2 separate regions of the Rattus norvegicus genome follow, and region 1 is linked to region 2. Evidence: chromatin contacts called from public Hi-C data. All regions are on one chromosome and are shown on one strand. The core of a region is the stretch at or near the end of the contact, and the rest is flanking DNA. Distances in the headings are between cores, read along the strand shown.

Region 1 (5,166 bases), core at 1,084-3,583, 240 kb before region 2:
AGGATCACAGAGTTAGGGAGATTGAGAAACCCTGTCCTAGACTTTATTCTGTAGCCCAAGGAGGAGGGTTTTATCATGTAAACATCTGGGACAGCCCTTGGGGCTGGCCCTACAGCAGCCAAGGACCTGTCCATTCGGTGTTTTATAGAGATGTATGCAGCACATCTTCCTTCTGCCCATTTGATCAGAAAGCAACAAAGCCATTCAGAGGACACATCTTGTGTGCAGTTCCCAACGGAGGTCTGTATTCCATTCTTTCTCACCCTCCTGTTAGGGTCTTCTGACTGTTGTGTGAAGAGTGACATCACGCTTCAGCTTGTGCTGAGAGAGATTCTGCCCCTCGGCTGCCTTCCTTTTGCAGTTATATGGAACAAACCAGTCTCTGTTCTTTGGTGGGGCTGCGCTTGGCTGGGTAGTAACCTTGACACCATGTCACCAGATCGTGGTGGACAATGCATCTCAACAGGGACAGAGCCCAATAGCATTAACCCGGAGGATAGTTCTAAAGACATGCAGCGTCTGTCATTTACTAATAACATAGAGTTACTTAGTGGGCTTGATTCTCAAACTTCACAGGACAACTGAGGAAGTGGCCACACCTTTAATCTCATGCTGGGGAGGGAGAAGCAGGAGGATCCCCACAAGGTCACAGACAACCCCAGGCTACATAGAGAAACCTCACTTTAAGAAAACAACCCTTCCTCCTCCCCAAATCACCGTACACACATGTGCGATCACGCCAAAGATTCTGCTTTTGATTGCAAATGTTTTGAGGCTTAAGTCAAGTCTTTCACACATCTGGAAATAAGGAAAGACAAACTCTTTGCTCAGTGTCTGACCTATGTTCTTCACTTGCCTGTATCTCAGACTAGGTGGATGCTGGCCCTGTAAGGTCTGTCTCAACCCTTTTCGGTATTGCAGAAAGAATAGAACCTGCAGGCCCATGCTCAGGTTCTGCCCAGTTCAGCTTTGGGCTTACAGGCTCTGTAGGAGCCAAGCCAAGGATCAGAGAGAGGCTGCCTCCCACCTCTCAGCTGCATCCTGGAGAGTGAGAGTGGGTGGGCTGGTGCAATCCCTTGGGCCTATGGATCCTGGAACGTGATTAAATGGTCCACAATGTGCCTACTGTCTTACCCCTAAGACCTCACCTCACTAATTTGTGTGTGATAGCTAAGACTGGTTGTCACTTGATAGAACCAGCAGGGAGGGCCCTCAGTTGATGAATTGCTTCCACTGCACAAGCCCGTGGGCACAGCTATGTGGTGTTTTCTTGATTGTTAATTGATACAGGAGAACCTGGTGAACAGAGTATCCCTAGGCAGTCAGCCTGGGCTATGTGAGAAAGGCAGATGAGTGAGAGCCAGTGACAAGCCACCAAGCAGCATTCTGCCGTGGCCTCTGTCTCAGTCTCTGCATCCAGGTCCCTGCCTTGTGTTCCTGGGTTGTCTTCCCTGGATGGCAGCTTCATCCTGGGAGTGGAAATACACTTTTCCTTTGGCTCTCCTGGATGATTCTGCAGCCTGGGAACTGAGCACACTTTTGCTCCTTCAAGTTGATTTGGGTCAGGGTTTTATCACAGCAGCATAACTGGAGCTAGAGCAGTGGGCAGCTGGGGTGTCAGCCACCACCTCCTGCAAGCCAGTCGTCTTCTTAGGCAAATTCTTCAACGGTCTCCAGCCTCCACTGTACTCCATAATTGTGACCTTCTGCCGGTTGCCATGGAAATAATTTCTGGATTATAAATAATGACGATGTGAGTTTCCTAGTTACCAAGTATGTTTGTAAAACGAATTCCAAAGGTACATGACATTTAATTCCAACCTATTTTTAGAAACTGGAGGGCAATAAAGGAAAATATTTTTAAGAATTAAAAAAGCTGAAATGTTTCCCAAATCTCATCAGAGAGCAGTAGATCTATATAGCTATTGGGAGGAAAATAAGAGTTTTAGTAGCACACCGTCCTTGAGGTTCTGAGGAAACCTCTGAGAGGAATACAGAGCTCAGAGCTAAACCGCAATGATCGCTTATCAAAATGAGCCATTATAGAACTAACAACCATGGAAGTGAGGGATAGAGCGTCCTTCCACAACCTCACGCCCTCTGTTTTGCAAAATGTTTTTATTTAAGAAAATCACTGCTACTCTTGAAACCAAAGGTTCAGCCTACTTAGTTCATAGAGAACTGAAAGTGAGGGTTCCTTCCAAGGGAATGTGTTACAAGTGAAAATCTATCACAAAGGCTCTTAAGTCAGTTTCTAATTGACTTTTGTAAAGATGCTGAAGACTGGCTCAAGGAAGACAAAGGCAACAGTGTCTCAAAGGAAGACAAAGGAAACAGTGATTTTCTGTCCTGTTTACAATCTTATCCTTTCTGAACACAGTTGCAAGAGATCAAAGACAATGGTACATCATTATCCCTTCAACTTTGCTACAAGGTCTCAAAACTCGGAAATGCTTTTTTTTTTCCAGAAACTTAAGTGGGATACAGAAGGGTGTGTGCATTCCTGGGGAGGGGGTCGCATGTGTGCACGTGAGTGTGGAGGACAGAGGAGCCACTGGGTATTTTCCTTGTTTTTATTTAGAGGCGAGGCCTCTCACTAAGTGTCACACTTACATTCAGAAAGATTACCTACCCAAAGAGCTCTGTGCTGTCTTCTCCCTAGCACTGGGATTTCAGGCTTGCACCTCTACACCTGTCTTCCTTTAATGTGAGTTCTGGGGATCCAAATCCATGTCATCAAGCCTGCATAGTTTTACTGAGTCATCGCCCTGTCCCTCAGAACCTTTTGCAGGTAGGGCAGGGGTTCCCGTTCTAACCTGAGGACCTTCCAGTCCTAAACCACCTTCTTTACTTCTGAGACAAGGTCTGGCTAAATTGCTCGGTCTAGCCTTGAGTTTGCTCCAGAGCTCAGGCAGGACTTGAACTTCAGTCCTCCTGGCTCAGCCTCCCGAGTAGCTGTCTGGATACACAGGGAGAAGAAGGAGGCCACCAGGCCAAGCTTGTTCTCTGAATCTTAAATCAAGCCCCAGCTCAGTTTAACCTTTGGAACATGAAATTGGAGAACTCGGTAGCAGAATTCAAAGGTCCATTATGATCTTTCTTTATGAGTAATTAGTGGGTCATATTATAATTTTGCCATAATTCATACTTCAGAATTCATGAATTCTTTTTTTTTTATTTTATTTTTCTTGGATATTTTATGTATTTACATTTCAAATGTTATTCCCCTTTCCCCCCTCCCCCATACTCCCTCCCTTTGCTTCTATGAGGATGCTTTCTCCCACCCACCCACTCTAAGCTCAATGCCCTGGCATTACCTTACATAGGGGAAACGAGCCTTCCCAGGACCAAGGGCTTTTCCTTCCATTGATGCTGGACAGTGCCATCCTCTGCTACATATGTGGCTTGAATCATGGGTACTCCATGTATACTCTTTGGTTGGTGGTCTAGTTAGTCCCTGGGAGTTCTGGTGGGGTTTGGTTGGTTAATGATGTTATTCTTCCTATGGGGTTGCAAACCCCTTCAGCTCCTTCAGTCTTTTCTCTAACTCCTCCATTGGGATCCCCTTGTTCAGTCCAATGGTTAGCTCCAAGCATCCTCATCTGTATCAGTAGGGCTCTGGCAGAGCCTCTCAGGAGACGCCCATATCTGGCTCCTGTCAGCCAGCACTTCTTGGCATCAGCAATAGTGACTGGGTTTGGTGGCAGCATATGGGATGGATCCCCAGGCGGGGCAGTCTCTGGATGACCTTGTCTTCAGTCCCTGCTCCACTCTTTGTCCCCGTGTTTCCTCCAGTGAGTATTTTGTTCTCCCTTCTAAGAGGGAATGAAACATCCACATTTTGGTCTTCCTCCTTCTTGGGCTTCATATGATCTGTGAATTTCTTAGGTAATCCAAGCTTTTGGGCTAATATCCACGTATCAGTGAGTGCACACCATGTGTGTTCTTTGTGACTGGGTTACCTCACCCAAGTTGATATTTTCTAGTTCCATCTATTTGCTTAAGAATTTCACTTAGTCATTGTTTTTAATAGCTGAGTAGTAAGTACTCTGTTGTGTAGATGTACCACATTTTCTGTATCCATTCTTCTGTTGAAGGACATCTGGGATTTTTTTCCCAGCTTCTGGCTATTATAAATAAGGCTGTTATGAACATAGTGTCCTTGTTATATGTTGGAGCATTTTTGAATTTGGCATTTCTATTGGTTTGATTTCAACAAATCTGTGTGCAGTAAATTTGTCTTCTATGCTGCTATAGCCAGTGACCACCAACTTGATGGTGCAAAACAATGCAAATATATTCTACAAATCTGAGGTCTGAATGGCCACCTGGCTATAGCCATGGTGCAGCCTGGACTGCATTCATTCTGAGGGCTCTAGGGGGGAATCCCTACTTCTTTCTCCTTCACCTCACCCTTGACTTCTCATTCTGACTTCAAAGGCAGCAACAGCTAATCAAGTCTTTCTATGAGAGTCTGACTTCATCCACCCTACTTTTTCTCCTGGTTCTCTTCTGTGTCTCCCCTTCCCCTCTAAAACAGCCTGTGTGGTTGCATGGGTCCCACTTGTGTATGCTACCATCCCATCTCAGAGCCCCTAGCTCCATCACATGCTAAGCCTCTTTGGTAAAGAAGGTAGCATGCATCTATGTGGGGGATTAGAAAGTAGGCATCCTGGGGCTGGGGATTTAGCTCAGTGGTAGAGCGCTTGCCTAGGAAGCGCAAGGCCCTGGGTTCGGTCCCCAGCTCCGGAAAAAAAGAACCAAAAAAAAAAAAAAAGAAAGAAAGAAAGAAAGTAGGCATCCTTGAAGAGCGAAACAAGTATTAGTCCCATCACAAGTGTGTGTTAGTTCTCCCAGAGAAGGGACTTTGACTATCTGCTTGACCTCAGTGGAGATCCAAGCACAGGGTAACAGGTCCCACAGTACAACTAGTCAAATCACTACCATTCAAGTACCCAGGAAACACACAACTCTGTAGTCTCCCCTGTGTCAAGATGAAGGCTTGAGGCTCTGTATAGAGATTCCCCAATACTGCCCTCCTCCTTATGCTCACCTAAGGAAGAACTAGGAGGCTCCCTGATGCTGTCCGTGAACCATCACTGTCTTTTGTCCCGATCTCTCGCTTCTTACTCACTTGTATTTTCCAAACTTCCCCTCTACCAGCCT
Region 2 (5,110 bases), core at 171-2,670:
GGTGATGGAGCGGATGAGGCAGGTGCGGGTGGGAACCAGGAGGCAGCGGGTAGGAGCCTGAGCCATGCCCACTGCTGGAGGACAGGCTGCCTGGGCTGGTGGCTGCAGGCGGCGAGTGCGCCACGGGCATGGACATGGAGCGGCTGTGTTGTAGGGCTCCCCCTGCCGGCGCCAGAGCCACTTTGCTCGGGCGGCCTCCGCAGCCGGCGCTCAGGGTGTGCGAGCGGCTAAGGGGCGCGCGCACCGGCCCGGGACTCAGGGGGCTCCCTGCCACCGACATCGGCCTGCCTCCTGCCGTCCCGGCTCCGCCTGCCGCGCCGCCGTCACCCTCGCTGGCTGTACGAACCCGGCACGAAGTGCACTTGGCTGCTGGCGGGGTGGCCGCCAGGCTATCAGTGCGAGAGCGGCGCACCAGGCCCGTCTGGCTAGGGGGTAGGTTGACTAGGTGGTGGTGGCGGCGCGCGCCCGGTACGCTGATGGGGTGCGTGGCAGACGACCCAGACGACTGACTCTTGCTGCGAGGCCGGAACTCGAAGAGCTCCTTGAGTGCCTTCATGGCCTCCAGGATGGTCTCATGGATGTTCTGCGCCACCACCGAGTCATCGGCTTGCATCCACAGCTCGCCGGGACCGGTGACGGCTGAACGGCCCACCTCGATGAAGAAGAAGCTGTCCGAGTGGCCGCAGCGGCGAATGTTCATAAGCTGCAGCGTCACCGACGGCTGTTCGCAATTGAGCTTCACGAAGCCGATGGTGCGCGCAGACAGGCATAGGCGGTATACACCGGTCAGGTTCTTGCTCTGGCCCAGTCCCTTAGGCTTCAGGTTCACCTGCCACACCTCGCGGTAGACTGCCGTGGCGGGCGTCACGAGCCCGTAGTTGTCATCGCAGCCAGCGGCGCCCGCCGAGCCGCCCAGGGCCCCCGGGAGAGAGGCGCTGCAAGAGCCGCCCGTGGTGCCGGAGCCCCCATCGCCAGAGCGGCCTTCGCTGACCAAGTCGGTGAGTGCGCGGTACCAGCCCTCCTGCTCCTGCTCGTTCTCCGCCGCTACGGCGAAGTACTCGTCCTTGGTGTAGAGGGCGATCAGGTACTTGTGCTTGGCGTCCGCGCGCTTGTTGATGTTCAGACAGCAGTCGAGCGCGATCACTCGCTTCGGCGCGCCCGCCTTGCTCTTCCACTTCTTCTCGCTCTCATAGTACTCCAGCCGCGGAGGCTGCGGCGGCGACCCCCCAGCCGCGGCTGCCTCCTCGCCGCCGGTGCCCGGGCCGCGCAGCACGAAGAAGCGCTTGTGGCCGTGCTTCTGCTTGCGCAGGTAGCCGCACTTGCGCACGCTGTGGTTGTTGTTGTTGTTGTTGTTGTTATTGAGGTTCGGGCCGTCCCCGCCCGCCGACGCGGGGGGCCCAGGCAGGGGCGCGCTAGCCATCACCACCGGTTCAGCTCTCTCCGCCCGGCTGGGCAAACAGGGGATGGCGAGGGCCGAGGGGCGCGGGCGGGGGCGGCTCCCCGCCACCCGTCGCCCGGCCGCCCGGCCACGCGCGCGCGTCCCCCGGGCCCAGGAGGTGGGCTAGAAGGCGCGCGCCACTCGGTGGCGCAGGGCCCTCCGCCGCTCGGAAGGATGTTCGGCGCGGGCGATGGCCACCCCCCGCTTCGACTGTCCGCGGCCGCTGCCTTCCAGGCTCTCGGGCGGCGCCCGGGGACTGGCTGGGCCGAGAGTCGGGGTCCCCGAGCCGCGGGGCCGAGCTTAGAACGCGCGCGGCCGGCCTGCTGCCACCGTTCTGCACGGCGCGACACCGGTCTGCGTCCGGACACTCGGGGCCCACGCCGCCACTGGGGCCGCTGCCGCCGCTGCCGCTGCTGCTGCTGCCACCAACGACGACCTGGGTTTGTCGCGGTCCCCGCCGCACAGTGAGTAACACATCGCGCACCGAGTGACTGAACTAAGAGCAAAACAACACGTGACTCTGCGTTACGCAGGCACACTCGCGCGGACGCTCCGCCCCGCCGCCCCGCATTGGCGCTGCGTTCCCCGACGGACAGCGAGCCCGGCCAATGAGCGTGAGGCGCGGGGGGGGCGGGACGACACCGCGCTGCGTTTCCCGCCGTCCCCTCCCCCTCCCCCTCCGAGGCCGGGCCGGGGCTCGGCGGGGGCCGGGCCGGGCTCATTAATCAGGGGCTCGTTGTGGATGCAGGCGGGGGCGATGCCACCCAGGGCGGGAAGCCCGCCACAGAGAAAGCGGGTGCGGGGTTTGTGCTCCCGCCTCGCGCCCTACTAACTGGCCCCAGGCTTCCGCCGCGGAGGGGGAACGGGGGCGGGAGGTTGGAGCTGGTGCGGGGCGGCGGTCGGACCCCAGCATCTGGGGTGGGCGCGCGGCGCAGGGCGGTGCCCGCTGTGGGTGGCAGGCGCGCGGCCCGGTTTGTTTACGAGCATCGTTGCCCGCGAGCTCCCGGTCGATGGCAGCTCAGTGCCCTTTCCCGGCGGCGAGCAGAGCGAGGGGCGCCCCGGAACCCGCCCCACCCTCCGCAGTCGTCCGCCCCCGCCCCCGGCCGTGGGCTCTTTCCGGGGCGTCATCAGAGCCATTCACTTGTCAGGTTCCCGGGAAGTGGAAGTCGCCTGTTCTGGATGTAATAGGAGAGAGGAGGAGGGCATGCTGGCGTAGGAAAATGCGGTTTCCATAGTGCCGGGAAAGGGCGGGCCTGGGCGGGAGCGGGGAGCTGGGAGCGGGTGCTGGCGGGCGTCCTTCCCGCGCCCCGCGCCCTCACTGCTCCCGGCCCGCGCCCCAAACCTTGCTCACCCAGCACCCCGGCCATGGGAGGGCGTCGCCGAACCTAAGAGCGCGGCCGCGGGCACAGCGCCAAGCCAAAGATGCCCTTGAACTGCTGCTTTGAATTTCTCTATCTACGTGGCCTTTGTGACTTTCAAAGTTGAGGGCAAATAAGCACCTGCATGTCATGTCTCCTCACTGACAGCGTGAGGGCCGCTAGGAAGGGCGATGATCCGAGTTCACAGAAGGCGGGATTGGAATCCTGATCTGAATGCGTAAACAAAACCCTTGCCCATCTAGGGAGAAAGTATCTAAATGAAACAACTCATGACCAGAGTTTATCTTACAGTTTAACCTTGGTTATTTTGTACTGAGTCCTGGAAGTTCACCGTGGAATGCCCTGCATAATTTACGCATCGTTATTACAACTACAACGACATGTTTAAGAAAAATAATTGCACGGTTTGAGTCTGAAGACCATAGATGCTTTACCCTTTGTTTAGACTGTGCCGTAAACCCCCTAATGATGGATTTTGTGCCAAGATAACCCAAGCCAATGTTGGACCTGTTCTGTTTTTAGCGTGTGTACCGCTAGGATTATGATTATTGGTGAATAGCCAAAGCTTGGGGGAAACCATCCACATAGTAAATATCATCATAAAAATTAACCTCAAAAGGGTGTGTTGAATTGGGTCTCCCATCTTAAAATCACACTCTTTTAAAACAAGAGATCAGTAAATGCCATCGTTAGTGTCCGTCCGTGTGCAGATGTGTGTGCTTGCACACCCTTGCACTCACACCCGTGCGTGTGCAAGCTGTGGTTGTGAGTGTGCCAAGCACACTGTCTTGTGGCCGCTGGCTTTTGTGCTTCTATCACCAACCATTATCTCTAAAGCAGAAGAAACAGAACAACAAGACAGGAGCTTTTTTATCTTGGAGCTTGAAGAAAATGCGGCTCGATTTCTATTGATTGTGATAATTTGCATCCCATTTTATAAGACACATAAATGAGCCCGTGTGTTCTGTAACCTGAAATAGCACAGGACGAGAAGCCACTACATCAGTACCCAATGCTTTCTTCTGAAAAAAGGCATCTTTGGTAACCATTTTGCTTTCTTCTTTATTTTGACTCTTAATAAAAAAAAAATTAGATTTTTAGGAATGCATTGAGTGCTCTGTGCCCAGCGGGGCTTGGCCAGTACCAGCTTTGTTTTCCTTGGGTCTGCGTTAATGTTCTGTACCAGGAGTCAGAAGCTCAGTGTTGGCAGGTGACCTGTTGTGTGCTGCCTCAGACACCCAGCTAGCAGCACAGGAGGGGTTCAGGGAGGGGGTAAGTACAGCTTCTGTCCGTGGCAAGGCCCTTGTTATTCTGCAGCCCCGGAAGCTCTAAGAGAGAGAGAGAGAGAGAGAGAGAGAGAGAGAGAGAGAGAGAGAGAGAGAGACCACCCTCTGAGCAACCTGCTTCCTGCTGCCAGATAACCTGCTTATTTACTGGAAGCTGGTTGTGTATCTTGGGATTTTCCAACTGTTCTCCCATACTTTTTCAGTACTAGTCGGCTCCTAACATCTGTCCGTGTGCTGTGCTCACAGGACTAGGAGACATGTACCTGGCTTGTTGCCAGTAAACAGCCTGACTGCAGCTTTTCCTCCTGCCTTTGGATCTTTCCTTAGAATCCTTCTTTCCCTTTCACGGCTGACAAATGACCATAGGGTTTCGGTTGGTTGGTTTTTGATTTTTTTGAGACAGGGTTTTTTCTGTACAGCTCTAACTGTCCTGGAATTCACTTTGTAGACCAGAGTAACCTCTAAATCGGAGATCTTCCTGCCTCTGCATCCTGAGGTGCTGGGATTAAAGATGTGTGCCGTGGCTGTTTACCAAGGAAGATATGGGATTTTTGTTTTAATATGATTCAAGCAATTTTGCTTCTTTTATTAAAAATAGTCTTTCAGGAATAAGTTAAGTATTCTCATTAAGTTCTTAATTGTATAAATAGGCAAAATGTGTTAAAAATCCATTATATAAATACTATTGCCAAAATGGACCATAGTTTTTTTTTTATGTAGAAAGGCTAATATAGAAGAAAAATATATGGTTTTAAAGTTTTTCTTTAATTCTTCATGCATTATTATGCGTCTGACAGGATTGTATGGTTAGGTCAACTCTGAAAGCTGACTAAGTGAATTATCAAGCAGAAAGCTACACACCCAGTGTGAACAGCCCTCTCTTAAAATGTGTTCCAGGAAGCCTAACAATAGTTTATGTTGGCAAGTCTGTTTCCCCTTTAGAAAGGGTGGCATAGTTGGCCCTGTTACACTGCCCTCAGTAACTTAGTTCACAAGTGTATTCAAAA

Evidence for each region. Hi-C and Micro-C count contacts between places; a contact is called where the count stands out from the background.
Region 1: a contact with region 2 is called in a Hi-C map of the A7r5 cell line, with 4 times the contacts expected there. The contact joins the enhancer-like site here to the promoter of Irs2 in region 2. A contact is called at or near these places in 2 of 12 Hi-C or Micro-C datasets (the A7r5 cell line and Schwann cells) and 1 of 1 datasets of contacts at active chromatin or transcription factors (oligodendrocytes).

The regions. Positions count from the first base shown.
Region 1 is chr16:85,427,903-85,433,068 of GRCr8, reverse strand. No RefSeq gene overlaps it. Among named protein-coding and RNA genes, the nearest start is that of Irs2, 240 kb to the right of the region's middle. Within about 2 kb of position 2,333, at least 9 of the 93 cell types and tissues checked have an H3K27ac peak or open chromatin away from gene starts, as enhancers often do. A contact at or near this core is called in the A7r5 cell line and Schwann cells, where this site is marked.
Region 2 is chr16:85,186,620-85,191,729 of GRCr8, reverse strand. Irs2 (insulin receptor substrate 2) reads right to left here and starts at 1,420. Exons shown (of 2, transcript NM_001168633.1): 1 at 1-1,420. The coding sequence starts at 1,420.